Regions from separate parts of the Mus musculus genome. Here regions 2 and 3 are each linked to region 1. A link is a contact called in public HiChIP or PLAC-seq data. All regions are on one chromosome and are shown on one strand. The core of a region is the stretch at or near the end of the contact, and the rest is flanking DNA. Distances in the headings are between cores, read along the strand shown.

The links. HiChIP or PLAC-seq counts read pairs in DNA pulled down with a chosen protein or histone mark.
Region 2: an H3K27ac HiChIP or PLAC-seq map of extraembryonic endoderm stem cells shows a contact between it and region 1. The contact joins the enhancer-like site here to the promoter of Zfp90 in region 1. A contact is called at or near these places in 15 of 39 promoter capture datasets (the 3T3-L1 cell line, 3T3-L1-derived adipocytes, the C10 cell line and 9 more), 2 of 15 datasets of contacts at CTCF or cohesin (large pre-B cells and pro-B cells), 11 of 484 Hi-C or Micro-C datasets (the C2C12 cell line, cranial neural crest, embryonic fibroblasts and 6 more), 6 of 115 datasets of contacts at active chromatin or transcription factors (bone marrow-derived macrophages, embryonic stem cells, extraembryonic endoderm stem cells and 3 more) and 3 of 9 other capture datasets (adipose tissue, liver and pancreatic islet).
Region 3: an H3K4me3 HiChIP or PLAC-seq map of the SCID.adh cell line shows a contact between it and region 1, with 9 read pairs. The contact joins the enhancer-like site here to the promoter of Zfp90 in region 1. A contact is called at or near these places in 11 of 39 promoter capture datasets (the 3T3-L1 cell line, 3T3-L1-derived adipocytes, the SN4741 cell line and 7 more), 1 of 15 datasets of contacts at CTCF or cohesin (the NIH/3T3 cell line), 4 of 484 Hi-C or Micro-C datasets (the 3T3-L1 cell line, embryonic fibroblasts and muscle stem cells), 22 of 115 datasets of contacts at active chromatin or transcription factors (the SCID.adh cell line, SST interneurons, bone marrow-derived dendritic cells and 15 more) and 2 of 9 other capture datasets (adipose tissue and embryonic stem cells).

What each region holds. Positions count from the first base shown.
Region 1 is chr8:106,413,562-106,417,429 of GRCm38.p6, reverse strand. It overlaps Zfp90 (zinc finger protein 90), which reads right to left and starts at 2,103. Exons shown (of 4, transcript NM_011764.4): 1 at 1,660-2,103. The coding sequence starts at 1,692.
Region 2 is chr8:106,190,176-106,194,043 of GRCm38.p6, reverse strand. It overlaps Slc7a6 (solute carrier family 7 (cationic amino acid transporter, y+ system), member 6), which reads right to left. Exons shown (of 10, transcript NM_178798.4): 4 at 1,561-1,705; 5 at 770-893; 6 at 448-551. Among named protein-coding and RNA genes, the nearest start is that of Slc7a6os, 19 kb to the left of the region's middle. Within about 2 kb of position 2,218, at least 26 of the 459 cell types and tissues checked have an H3K27ac peak or open chromatin away from gene starts, as enhancers often do. A contact at or near this core is called in extraembryonic endoderm stem cells, where this site is marked.
Region 3 is chr8:106,621,194-106,625,061 of GRCm38.p6, reverse strand. The region is part of intron 2 of Cdh1 (cadherin 1); the gene reads right to left. Among named protein-coding and RNA genes, the nearest start is that of Cdh1, 20 kb to the right of the region's middle. Within about 2 kb of position 1,786, at least 67 of the 459 cell types and tissues checked have an H3K27ac peak or open chromatin away from gene starts, as enhancers often do. A contact at or near this core is called in the SCID.adh cell line, embryonic fibroblasts and pancreatic cancer cells, where this site is marked.

The sequences.
Region 1 (3,868 bases), core at 854-3,353:
CCTCGATCAATGTTCTTTCCCAAGGGTGACTTCTCTAGTTCTCCCCAGGCTGTGTGCAGTTCATGAAGGGATGTAAACCCAGGGTTCCCTGCACTCTAGGCAGCGACTCTACTGACTGCCCTACATTTTTGGACCCTATAAACTGACCTTAAAAGACACTGTTAGTATTTTTAACTAGATTGAACTTGATTATATGATATACATAGCAACTGACTGTGCTACATTTTTGGACTCTATAAACTGACCTTAAAAGATACTGTTAGTATTTTTATCTAGATTGAACTTGATTATATGATACCTGTAGCAACTACAACTTGTAGCTTACTGTTAAAAGTATTTTGTTATATTATGGGTCTCTCTGTGGGTATTGTGCAAACCCTTTTTCCCCTCACGAAAATAGCCTTATAAAGGCCCATATTATATTCCCCAAGCCTTCCCCTTTGCAACAATTAGCCAATCGTGTCAGATTATAGGATCAAGCTTCAATTAACGGGATGAGTTTCAGTCACCACCTCTGTGAGGGAGAAAAGACGGAAGTCACCCTGGCAAACTGTGGTTTTTAGCTCAGTTTTGGTTCAGTTGGACCATTTTTACAAGAGTTCAGAGCCCTGCTAGGCTTCTTTCAACTCTGTGCGATCCTTTCTTCCTCAATGCCTTGAGCTGAGATTTTTTTCCCCCGTTTCTAACAATTTTGTTCCTGTGAGAGCAGGTATCCAAGAAGCCAGAGCCATCAGGTCCCCTTTAACCTGTATTACAAGGTGGATGTGTACTTCCTGCCGTGAGTACTAGGAACGAAACTAATTCTGCAAGAGCAGCGTGTAAAAGCTTACAGTGTGTGCTCTTAACTGGAGCGCCATCTCTCCAGCCCATCCTTATCATTTTCCAGGAGGTGCTGGGAATTGAACCTAGGACCTCACACATACTAGGCAAGTGATCTACCACTGAGCTATAGTCCTAGTTCTTACCTTCAACTCCAAAGAGAGTTCAGATTATGTTCTCATCAAAGTAAAACGGACAGCCTCAGAGCTTATGTCCAGAAAATGCCCCTTTTGCTACAACTAAAAAGTGGGTTGATAAATCTGTCTCTTACTAATTAACCTGAAGCCGGGGCTATGGAGGGTGCGCACTATTATACATTTGTTAATGGGGAAAGAAAGAAAGGAAAATAAAACGAGTGGGGCGGGGGGGGGGGCAAGAAAAGCTGGAGCTTGTCTGACCAGGTTTGGCTGTAATGGTGGTCTCCGACTCAGCGCCCAACCTTCACCGGCCTCTTATTCTAATAGGTCTCTTCTGCCCCCCTACTATCTCTTTATGGCCTTTGGATGGGAAGCAGGGGGCTTTTCTATTTTGTCCCTCTATCCTCCATTCCTCACTGAAGAGTTCTAAGAAGTGCACACTGCAATAAAGTCTCAGTGCTGACACCCCCAGAACACTTCCTCTCACAAGATCGCACTTCCCTAGTCTCCTCTTTAACTCCATCCTTTCAGAAATCCTGCTCTGCCCAGGGCTGGGCACTTTGGGAGGGGTTTTCTCCAGAGGAGGAGACTCAAAGCGATCCAAACTAAGACTCTCTATACCTATACCAATAACTGTTCCATACAGACTCCGGGGGCCTCTCAGGGTGGGATGCTCCGGGCGGTGGGGGAAGGCTCGGCTCACCTGGGGCTTGGCCGTCGGAGGTCTCGGGGCCATTCCTGCCTCAGTGTGTGCTGGCTATGGTCCAGGGCTGAGGAGAGAGGACAGGATCCACTCACCGGGCTACCCCGAGGCCCCACCCCTTCAGCTCTGCAGCCACTTCGGCCGAAACGTGGGGAGGAGCCCCGCCTTCTCCTGCTGCTCTTCCCAAGGCCAAATGAAAGGCCCCACAGCTTCGGGACAGTTCCTCCGGCCACGCCCAGTCCGTCCGCAGGATGGTCGGCGAGGCCCGGAGGACAGCCTCCTACCCACTGCACTCGGAATCTGCCTCCGGGGCTTCGGAATCCGCGACCTCAGGTCCGCCCCTCTAGCGCCCGCTGCAGTTTCTTGTTCCCGGCAGTACTGCTCTGCAACAACAGGGTCGGACAATGGCCACAGCGGCGGGCGCAGAGCCACGAGTGCGACTGCGCACAATGATCCTCGCGCCTGCCCATCCACGGGTGCAGAAACTACGATTCCCAGCTATCCTCGCGTGCCCGCCCTGCAGAGGTCCTGCCTCCTAGTGGGGGGCTGCAGTAAGAGCACAAGAAGGCGGGCAGGTTAGGTTCAAAGTTTTTCTTTGGTATGTGTGTTTTCTGGAGCTGCTGGAAAGGTTCAAAGTTTTTGTCGTGTGTGTGTGTGTGTGTGTGTGTGTGTGTGTGTGTGTGTGTGTGTGTGTGTTGGAGCTTCTAGAAATTCTCACCGCTCCTTCTTTTCTTTTCTCCTTCTCCTCCACCTCCCATCCCGTTCCCTTTCCCTCCCCCCTCCCTCTTTCTCCCTCTGTGTAGCTCAGGATGTCCAGAAACTCACTCTGTAGACTCAATTCTCAATTCTCTTAGCACACAAGTGGCTAAGGATCGGGAGTTCAAGGTTATCCTAAACTGTGGTTCAAGACCAGCCTGGGCTACAAGAGACCTGGTCTTACAAGCCAAAATAAATAAACAATGCATGCACGAATGACTAAAGTGTATAATTCAATAGACTTTAGTACATAAAAAGAGTTGCACAACCATCGTTGTAGTCTCCTCTTTGAACATTTTAATTAGCCACAAAAGAAAAAAAATCATGTACATTAATAACCGTCCCCTCGTCCTAACCCACCTCCTCTCGATCCCGGGCAACCACTGACCTGTGCTGTCTTTGTGACAAATCTGTCTCTTCTGGGTATCTCATAAGATCAGGCAATATGAAGTTTTATGATTGGCTTCTTTCAGTTATTACAGTGGTTCTGAGTTCATTCACATCACAGGAGTCTCTATCCCATTCTTTTTTAATGCTGAATGAAAGATCTGATTGCCCGAGTGTACCACATTCATTCATCAGTTGGTAGCGTCTGCGTTGTTCACACTGTGAGATTTTATGCTTTTATCTTCAAAGCAACATTACAGAGGATATGTGTGTACACACGTTTATGGGGGTGCAGTTTCATTGATCTGGGGTAGATACAGAGAAGTTGAATTATAGAGATTTGGTAGCACCATGTTTAGCATTTGAAGGAACTGTGAATGTTTTCTAAAGAGGCTGTATCACTTCCATCTTTTTTTTTTTTAAACTAACAGCATATAGATTTCAACATTCCTACCCACACCTGTTACTATTTGTCTTTTTATCACAGTGTTCTGTGGATTTTTGCTGGGATGCGGGGGCGGAGAAAGTATAAATAACAACAAACCCCTTGGAAACTCTGCAAATACTTTCCACACTAGACAACAGTAGCAGACAGATACGCACAAAACAGAAGTTTAAGAGACCCTAGAAGGATTCCTAAGGCAGAACTTTCAGTAAGAAGCACAAAACACAGGCTAGGGTAAGGCTCGGCACCAGGCACTACAGCTCGTTCCCCAGCGCTGGCAGCCACACAGCTCACAGATGGGGGCCAGAGTATCTCCTAGGGACCCCAACACAAACAAACGTATGTATGTATGTATGTATGTATGTATGTATGTATGTATGTATGTAAAACGTATTTGCCCATACCTTTTATTCTTGCAGGGGGAGTGGTGGTGGGTGCAGAGACAGAACGATCTCTGTGACTGTGTCAGTGTGTGTGTGTGTCTGTGTGTGTTGGGGAGAGGGAAGTTGGACAACACTTGGGAGCTGGTTGTCTTTTTCCACCTTTCGACGTTTGAATTCAAGCCTTCAGGTTTTCTCTGCAAGTGCATTTACCCGTCCAGCCGTCTCTCTGGCCCTATGA
Region 2 (3,868 bases), core at 969-3,468, 220 kb after region 1:
ACATCCCCATCCTACCAGGGATGCTGTGCTGTGTTCCCACCACCTAGTGACATCCCCATCCCACCAGGGATGCTGTGCTGTGTTCCCATCACCTAGTGACATCCCCATCCCACCAGGGATGCTGTGCTGTGTTCCCACCACCTAGTGACATCCCCATCCCACCAGGGATGCCCTTATTCTGCCACCAACAGCTACCACAATGGCCTTTTCTTTTTTAATTTAAAGAGACACAAGGTCTCCTTGTGTAGGTCTGGCAGGACTCAAACTTGGGACCTTCCTGTTTCTGCTGGGATTGCATAGCCCTTCTTTGAAATGCCACTGTGGGGTTGCAGAGATAGAACAGCAACTAAGAGAAGCACTACTCTCTTACCCCTGAACTAGAGTTACAGATGGTGGTGAGTAGCCATGTGGGTGCTAAGAACAGTCTAGTATCAGAAACCAAAGTACCTTGATGAAGCAAAGATGGATGCATTTAGGCCCCCGAAGCAGGACAGAGCAACAGCAATGGGGATGGTCCAACTGAACATGCCGAATGTCTGGTCAGCAAATGTCTGAAGGCAAAGCAAAGGAGGGAAACAACACAGGAGAGCTTTGCTACCCTCCTCTTATCTATGATCTCTGAACAAAGGCAGTCCTCGATAAAATGCCTACCCTCTGCCCTATCTAGACCCACGACGAACACTGCAGAGCTAGATTAGCTGCAGAAAAAGATTACACCATTTGGGAACAGGGGCAAATGAGGACAGCCCTCCTCCCCCAAGAGACTCACCACAGCCACAGCGTCACTCTTATGGACATCCTGAATGTTCAGCACTGTGTAATAGGCCACGTTGGTCAGGATGTAGATGAGTGTCACAATTGGCATAGAAATCCCAATGGCCAAGGGCAAATTCCTGTCAGGACAAGTGAAATAAGACTACCTAGAACCAAGCTCTGCTGAGAATCAAAAGCCATCCAGCACCCCCTGGAATTTTCCTAACATTTAACAGTTCACTGGCTGCCAGCTCTCTGAGATGAGCTCCTCTTCTCTGTATGCCTCAGGGCGGGTAAGCTTCCCATGTTCCTGGGCATTTTCCACTGAGAAAGAAGAGCACTTTCCCTGAGAAGGGACTCACGATGAGTTTATCCAATCTCATTAGGTCCAATGAGCCACATGTGGCTTTCTAACCTTCTTGCATCTGTGATCTCAGGATAAATGCAAGGAGCAACATCCTCTAGAAGCTAGAGGTTAGTCTGGTGATCTGGTAGGCCAGAGACAGTCTCAGCACCACAGGGCTAAAGCCTGCCACCTCAGCCCTAGCTGGGTCTGCTGCTGCCCACTAAAGACCTCTCCTCTTTAGTGGACCCTGGATGCTCTCCAATGGAACATGAGGGTGAGAGCCAGGGCTTTCCCACATTCACTCACTCCCATCCTAGCCCCCAACCCCTCCTAACTGGAGAAGGGGAGCAGGGAGAGGATGAGGGGAGGGGAGGTCGAGGGAGGAGCTATGGGAACAGGGCAACTGCGCCCACCATCAGCAGGAGTTCCAGCCAAGTTGGAGAGTGTGATCTCGCCTTTACCTTTCTGGGTTTTTGATTTCTTCTGTTACAAAATTAAGGGTGTCCCAACCTGAGTAAGAGAAGAGGGCAGAGTACAGGGCAAGAGAGAGGTCTCCCACATTCCACGAGGAACCTTTAAAGGCGTCCTGAAAGTGCTCAGTGTGTCCTGTGGGGCAAAGACGGGTGGGAGACCAGGCAAAAGAGAAGGGAGATAGAAGGAATGTGAAGAACAGAAAGAATACAGAGGGAGAATTAAAAAGATGAAACAAAAGGAGAAAAAAGAAGAGAGACAAAAAACAGGGCAGGGGAAGAAAAAAAAACATTATTTAATACGAAAGGAGCAATAACCAAAACCTCCCCACATTCACTGCCCCATCTAAAACTAGGTAATCAAGAAAGCAAAAGCAGCCCGGCTGCACTCTGAAGGGACACTTCTTCCAGGGCCCTAAGGAATGTCCATTTCCCAGAGGTGACCTCAGCTCTTCTTCCTATTTTGATGTCACTGGTCATTTCACACAGAGGAGTAATTTCCACTCACAATCAGACCCAGCACAAAGTCTGGGCTCAGATCACTGTATGATTTAGACATGTGGTTCTATCAGTCTATTTGCAGTGGGTGCGGTGTGGCTGTCTGGGGCCGGAAATCTAGGGCTACAGAGTAAGCCAGGTCTTATCTCATAGTGAGCCAACCCCACCCTTCAGAGCAACAAACCAAGACAGAGTGATTCGTCACCTTTCCTGGGGGCCTCTGGGGACCGCAAATAGAAAACCTACCTAGCTTCTCAAGACAGACAAGCAGACAGCATGGAGTTTTGAACAGGAGTCGGCCTCCTAAAGGGCTTGTCATCACCCCCTGAAGAAAGCCTAGACTTAGAGTAGAAAGAAGGCTCGGTGGCCAACCCCTTGGAACTCCAGGGAGATCTGACACCCTCTTCTGGCCTCAGGACCCACACACATGTGGCATATTCACACGAACAATATATATATATATATTAATTTTTACATATATATGTGTGTGTGTGTGTGTGTGTGTGTGTGTGTGTGTGTGTGTGTGTAATAGAAAGGTTACACCCAGAACTCAATGTGGCAAAAAGGTGTAGGTGTGCAGCAAGAGCTTCCATGGGGTCTCAGTGGTTCTCTAAGGCACACATTGCAGAGAAGGATTACTCAGTAGCCCAATTTTACTATAAGATGCTCCTGAGACTCCAGTGACATCTAGATGCCTAGCTGTAGTCACTTGCCCAAAGCTGTGTTTTTATGAAGTGTATTAGGCAATTCTTAGGCAGGAACTTTATGCACTAGTACCAAGTGACTACAGCCAGGCATCCAGATGTCCTTGGAGTATCAGGTCCTTAGGACCAAACACACATAAGAATCTTTTAATTTTTGATTCAAACTAACAGGTCTGAGATGAAGGCTCAGCTCCCTAGGTGACTGTAAATACTGCCATGTTTAGGGGCTGGTAACAGAACACTGGCTGTTAAATGAGCAAGATGCCCTTTGTCAAAGGCTTTAGGATAGCCTGGAAAGCCCACCAGTGTCTCTGATCAGTCTGCTCTGATCCCAGAATGAAAACCTTTCAAGAGCCAATAAGTAGCTGGATATGGTGGTACATGTCTTTAATCACAGCTACTGGACAACATGCTAAATTACAGGCCAGCCCAAAATATAGTTCAAGACATTATCTTTAAAAAAGTTTTTAAAAATTTTAAATTAAAAGGACTAGGGATGTGGCTGAGTGGTAGAGTCTAATATAGCACACATAAAATTCTGGTTCCATCCTCAGCAAAAGTTAAAAAGAAAAGAAAAGAAAAAAAAAGGGGGGGGGGCTGGTGAGATGGCTCAGTGGGTAAGTGCACCCGACTGCTCTTCGACTGCTCTTCCGAAGGTCCGAAGTTCAAATCCCAGCAACCACGTGGTGGCTCACAACCACCCGTAATGAGATCTGATGCCCTCTTCTGGTGCGTCTGAAGACAGCTACAGCGTACTTACATATAATAAATAAATAAATAAATAAATAAATCTTTAAAAAACAAAAAAAGAAAAAAAGTGGGGCAGTAGTAGTTGCACACCTTTCTTTAATCCCAGCACTTGGGAGGCAAAGGCAGGCAGATTTCTGAGTTCGAGGCCAGCCTGGTCTACAAAGTGAGTTACAGGACAGCCAGGGCTATACAGAGAAACCCTGTCTCGAAAAAACAAAAAAAAAAAAAAAAAAAAAAAAAGAAATGCCAACATAGGAAAGACAATGTCCATTTTACAACATTCTGACACTTTTTTAGAGCTGACTTTTTTTGGGAGATTCCTCAATATAATGTTTAACACAAGTCCA
Region 3 (3,868 bases), core at 537-3,036, 210 kb before region 1:
TGCTATGCATTATACAAGACAGATCTTACCCGGGGAGTGGGGGAGTGCAAAGATGCAAAAATGCTCCTCATGGAGCTGTGTAGGTGGTGACACACATGACTGAAATCTCTGCCCTCTATTGTGCAATGTTGTCCACCCAAGCATTAGTTGGTTATCTAGTAAAGACAATTGCAAATGGGAAGTCTAGCACATTAGAGTGGTGGGAGCTACAATGAAGCAAGAACTCTCTGGAGGAGCCAGGCACCCCACTAATGGCCAGCACACTGAAGTCCAGCAGGAGGGCTGATCAGATTTCCCTCTTTATTTTGCCTGGCAGGAACAGAGGCAAATTTGTGGTCTGCTTTCTGCAGAGTTCTAAGCTGTATGGCACTCACTTTGCCACTCAGCCCTCCTCCTCTTATCTTTATTTTCCCTTTGTTTTCCCCCTTGTGCCTGAGATACGGATGTCAACAAATTCTTCACTGGAGCAGGTAAGGATGGAAGGAGGGAAGCAGCAAAGGAGCAAAGTTCTCAGTTTAGTCTTGAAAAGAGGGCATCGGCATCAGGACACAGGAAATTCCCACTGCTGGGAAAAATTCTAAATTTCTCACTTTTCCAGCACGCTCCTGGTTGTCCAATATCACTGTTCTATTGCTGAAGAGGCATGTGACTTAAGGAACTCATATCCAAAAAAGCGTTTAACTGGGGACTTGTCTAACAGTTTCAAAAGTTTGGCCCATTAATCATCATGGTGGCTTGAATGGTGCTGGAGCAGTAGCTGAGAGCTACAACCTGATCCAAAGAGGCAGACAGACAGACAGACAGACACATACACACACACACACACACACACTGGTCTTGACATGGGCTTTTGAAACCTCAAAGCCCACCTCCAGTGACATACTTCCCCCAACAAGGCCACACCCCTAATCCTTCTAATCCTTTCAAATGATGCCACTCCCCAGTGAGTAAGCATTCCAGTTTATGAGCCTAATAGGAGCCATTCTCTGGTCTGGCTCATCAGGCTCCATCATAAGAGAATCAAATGGCCTTCCACAGTAATAGTATCTCAGAGATCTCCAGATCAGTATTGATGACCAGAGATAGAGGCCAAAGTTTCCTCAATGAGAAGGTTAGACCTGTGACCCCAGCACTCAGAGGACTTACAGTCAGAAGACTAGGTGCTAAAGGCCCTGGTGGCTAAAATAGTGAGTTTGGGGTCAACCGAAGCTACATGAGACCCCCCTGTCAAGGAAAGATAAGAGACAGAGACACAAAGACAGAGACAGAGAGAACTAAAGTAAACCTGTCACTGGTTAACTTGTTACAAGCAAAACAAATAAATGTGAAAAACCCTCAGGCTCATGACTAATTGCCCTTTCTAAAATACCAGGCAAACAACTTGGCAGTGGTGGTGCGTGCCTTTAATTCCAATACTCAGGAAACAGAAGCAGGCAAATCTTGAGTTTGAGGACAGTCTAGTCTATAGCATGAGTTCTAGGACAGCCGGGGGAAAAGAGAAACCTCAAAACAATAAACAACCCCCCCCCAAAAAGTACCAGGAATACATTTAAAATCAAATATCTGTAACGCATTATGTGTTCCCTAGACCTGCTATCAAACCCCAAAATCAATGAATCATAAACTAAATCAGCACACACACACACACACCCATAGGAAAGCAAAATAACGCCCCATCTGTAGTAAAGAAAGTCCTGAAATTCTTGGCCCTGCCCAAAAGTGAAACTGTAGCTGTCTTATCTCCATGTTTGATCTGGTCTCTGCTCAGTTTGAGTTTCACACTGGCTTCTCCCAGGGCTTAGTTCACCGTAGATTTTTAACACTGGGCTGGGCAACTCATAAACTAGGGAGCCGTGTTTATGGATGGAACAGTCCAAGGTCACGGGAGTTAATTTGTAAAGTCACCCACTGGTGTGGATTAACCAAGCCACTCTCCCAGCGAGAAGAAAAGGCAGACTGAAGGCTGGATGGACAGAGCCAGGTCCCTTGGCCATCCAGCCTCTTCAACTCTGGAATTCTGTCACACATCTTACATAGCCTGCTTGCCTGCTTAAATCTGTTCTTCAGAACACACGACTCTCAGCACCCGGGAAGCAAAGGCACAAGATCGGGACCAGCCAATCTACATGACTTCCAGTCACTCAGAGCTCAAAAAGAAAAAAGAAGCGGGGAGAAGGACAGGGAGGAGGAGGGTACAGTGTACTGTCATTGTTGCCCTACATTTCTACCTGGAAGGACCCTGAGATTCATCCCCACTTTAGACCTGATTCTACTTCAGGGGTGAATCAACACTTCAAGGAGAATTTATATCCCTCAGGGGGGAAATGTGTGCCCATAAACAGATAAAGGGGAATTCAGAGTTCAGTGTTATCCTTGGCTACATAGCACACTTGAAACAACTGTGTGTGTGCAAGGCATACAGACACACTTACACATTGGCACACTTGCACACACACACACACACACACACACACCTTGTCTACAACTTGAAGTGGCTTCTCCTCACTCCCCAAGTCAAGAACCATCAGGGAGAGTTTCTAAATAAACCATCAAACCATCAACTACCAACAGGTCTCTGGCCTCCGTTCCTTAAGATGGACAGGCCTGTCAGGGTCTGTGCTTTGGGGGCAAACAATGTCTCTCTATGTAGCCCTGGATGTCCTGGAACTCACAGAGATCTACCTGCTTCTGCCTCCTGAGTACTGGGATCAAAGGCCTGAGCCACCACATCCAGCGAGAGTCTACGCTTTTAAGCTTTCTAGGTGAGGCACTCCCCAGCGTAGGCTTGAGAACGTGCGTTCTGGTCCAGATGATCCTTATAGTAGGACCAAAAAGACAGTCCACAGCCCTAGGCCAAGAGGTAGAGGCAGGCAGACCGTTAGGAGTTTGAGGCTATCCTAGTCTACACAGTGAGTTCCAGACCGCCCAAGGCTAGTAAAGACCCTGTCAAAAGAAAAAGAAACAAAAGGGGAGAAAAAAGGAAGGAAACCTACCTAGCCTACAAGAGGTCCCATGTCCACCCTCAGGGCTATAAAAATAAGTGAAGTTAAAATGCCCAGTCCTTGACAGACCTCATCCCAAATATTTACGTCAGAGTCCCTAGGAATGGATTTTTCCTTAGGTACCACCACCCTGTAGAAATACACTGAGGAGCACAGGGGGTGGCACACACCTGAAATCCCAACAGAGGCAGACAGATACAGATGTAAAGGCTAACCCGGAGTGTGGGGGAGCAGAGCTTAGTAGTTTAGCAGTAAAGTGTTTGCCTAGGAGACAGGTGGCTCTAGACTCATTCCCAGCACTGAAGAGACAGACTAGCAGCTCATTAAAAGTAAAGGCTTTCCCCAGAATTCGGCAGAAAGCCCTTTAACAATTGATTAATTACTCAGCATTTCCAAAGATGGAGCTACAGACAAAAGGATTAAGAGGCTGCCTCCCTTTCCCCATTCATCTGGCTCCTTAGTCTCCCCTGTAGGTTCACCTCACCCTTCCACCCACTACCCTAGCCTGCCTTTCTAAACCTCAGTCTCCTGTTTGTAAAGAGGGGCAGAAAGGACTGCAGCAATAAAGGAATTGGACGTGGGACGCCCCCTGTCTCATCTCAATCCTTTGTCTCCTCCGCATTGGACCTATTGATTGCTATTGATTGATTCTGCATAATCTGCCTCTCCTCCCCACCTGATGCCAGGAGGAACAGGTTGCCCACATTTTCACAGGGGACTCTGCAGACTCTCTGGGCTGGTGCAGGATGGGCTGTTGGGTACGCTTAAGAGTGAACAGAAGCCGGGCAGTGGTGGCGCACACCTTTAATCCCAGCACTCGGGAGGCAGAGGCAGGCAGATTTCTGAGTTCAAGGCCAGCCTGGTCT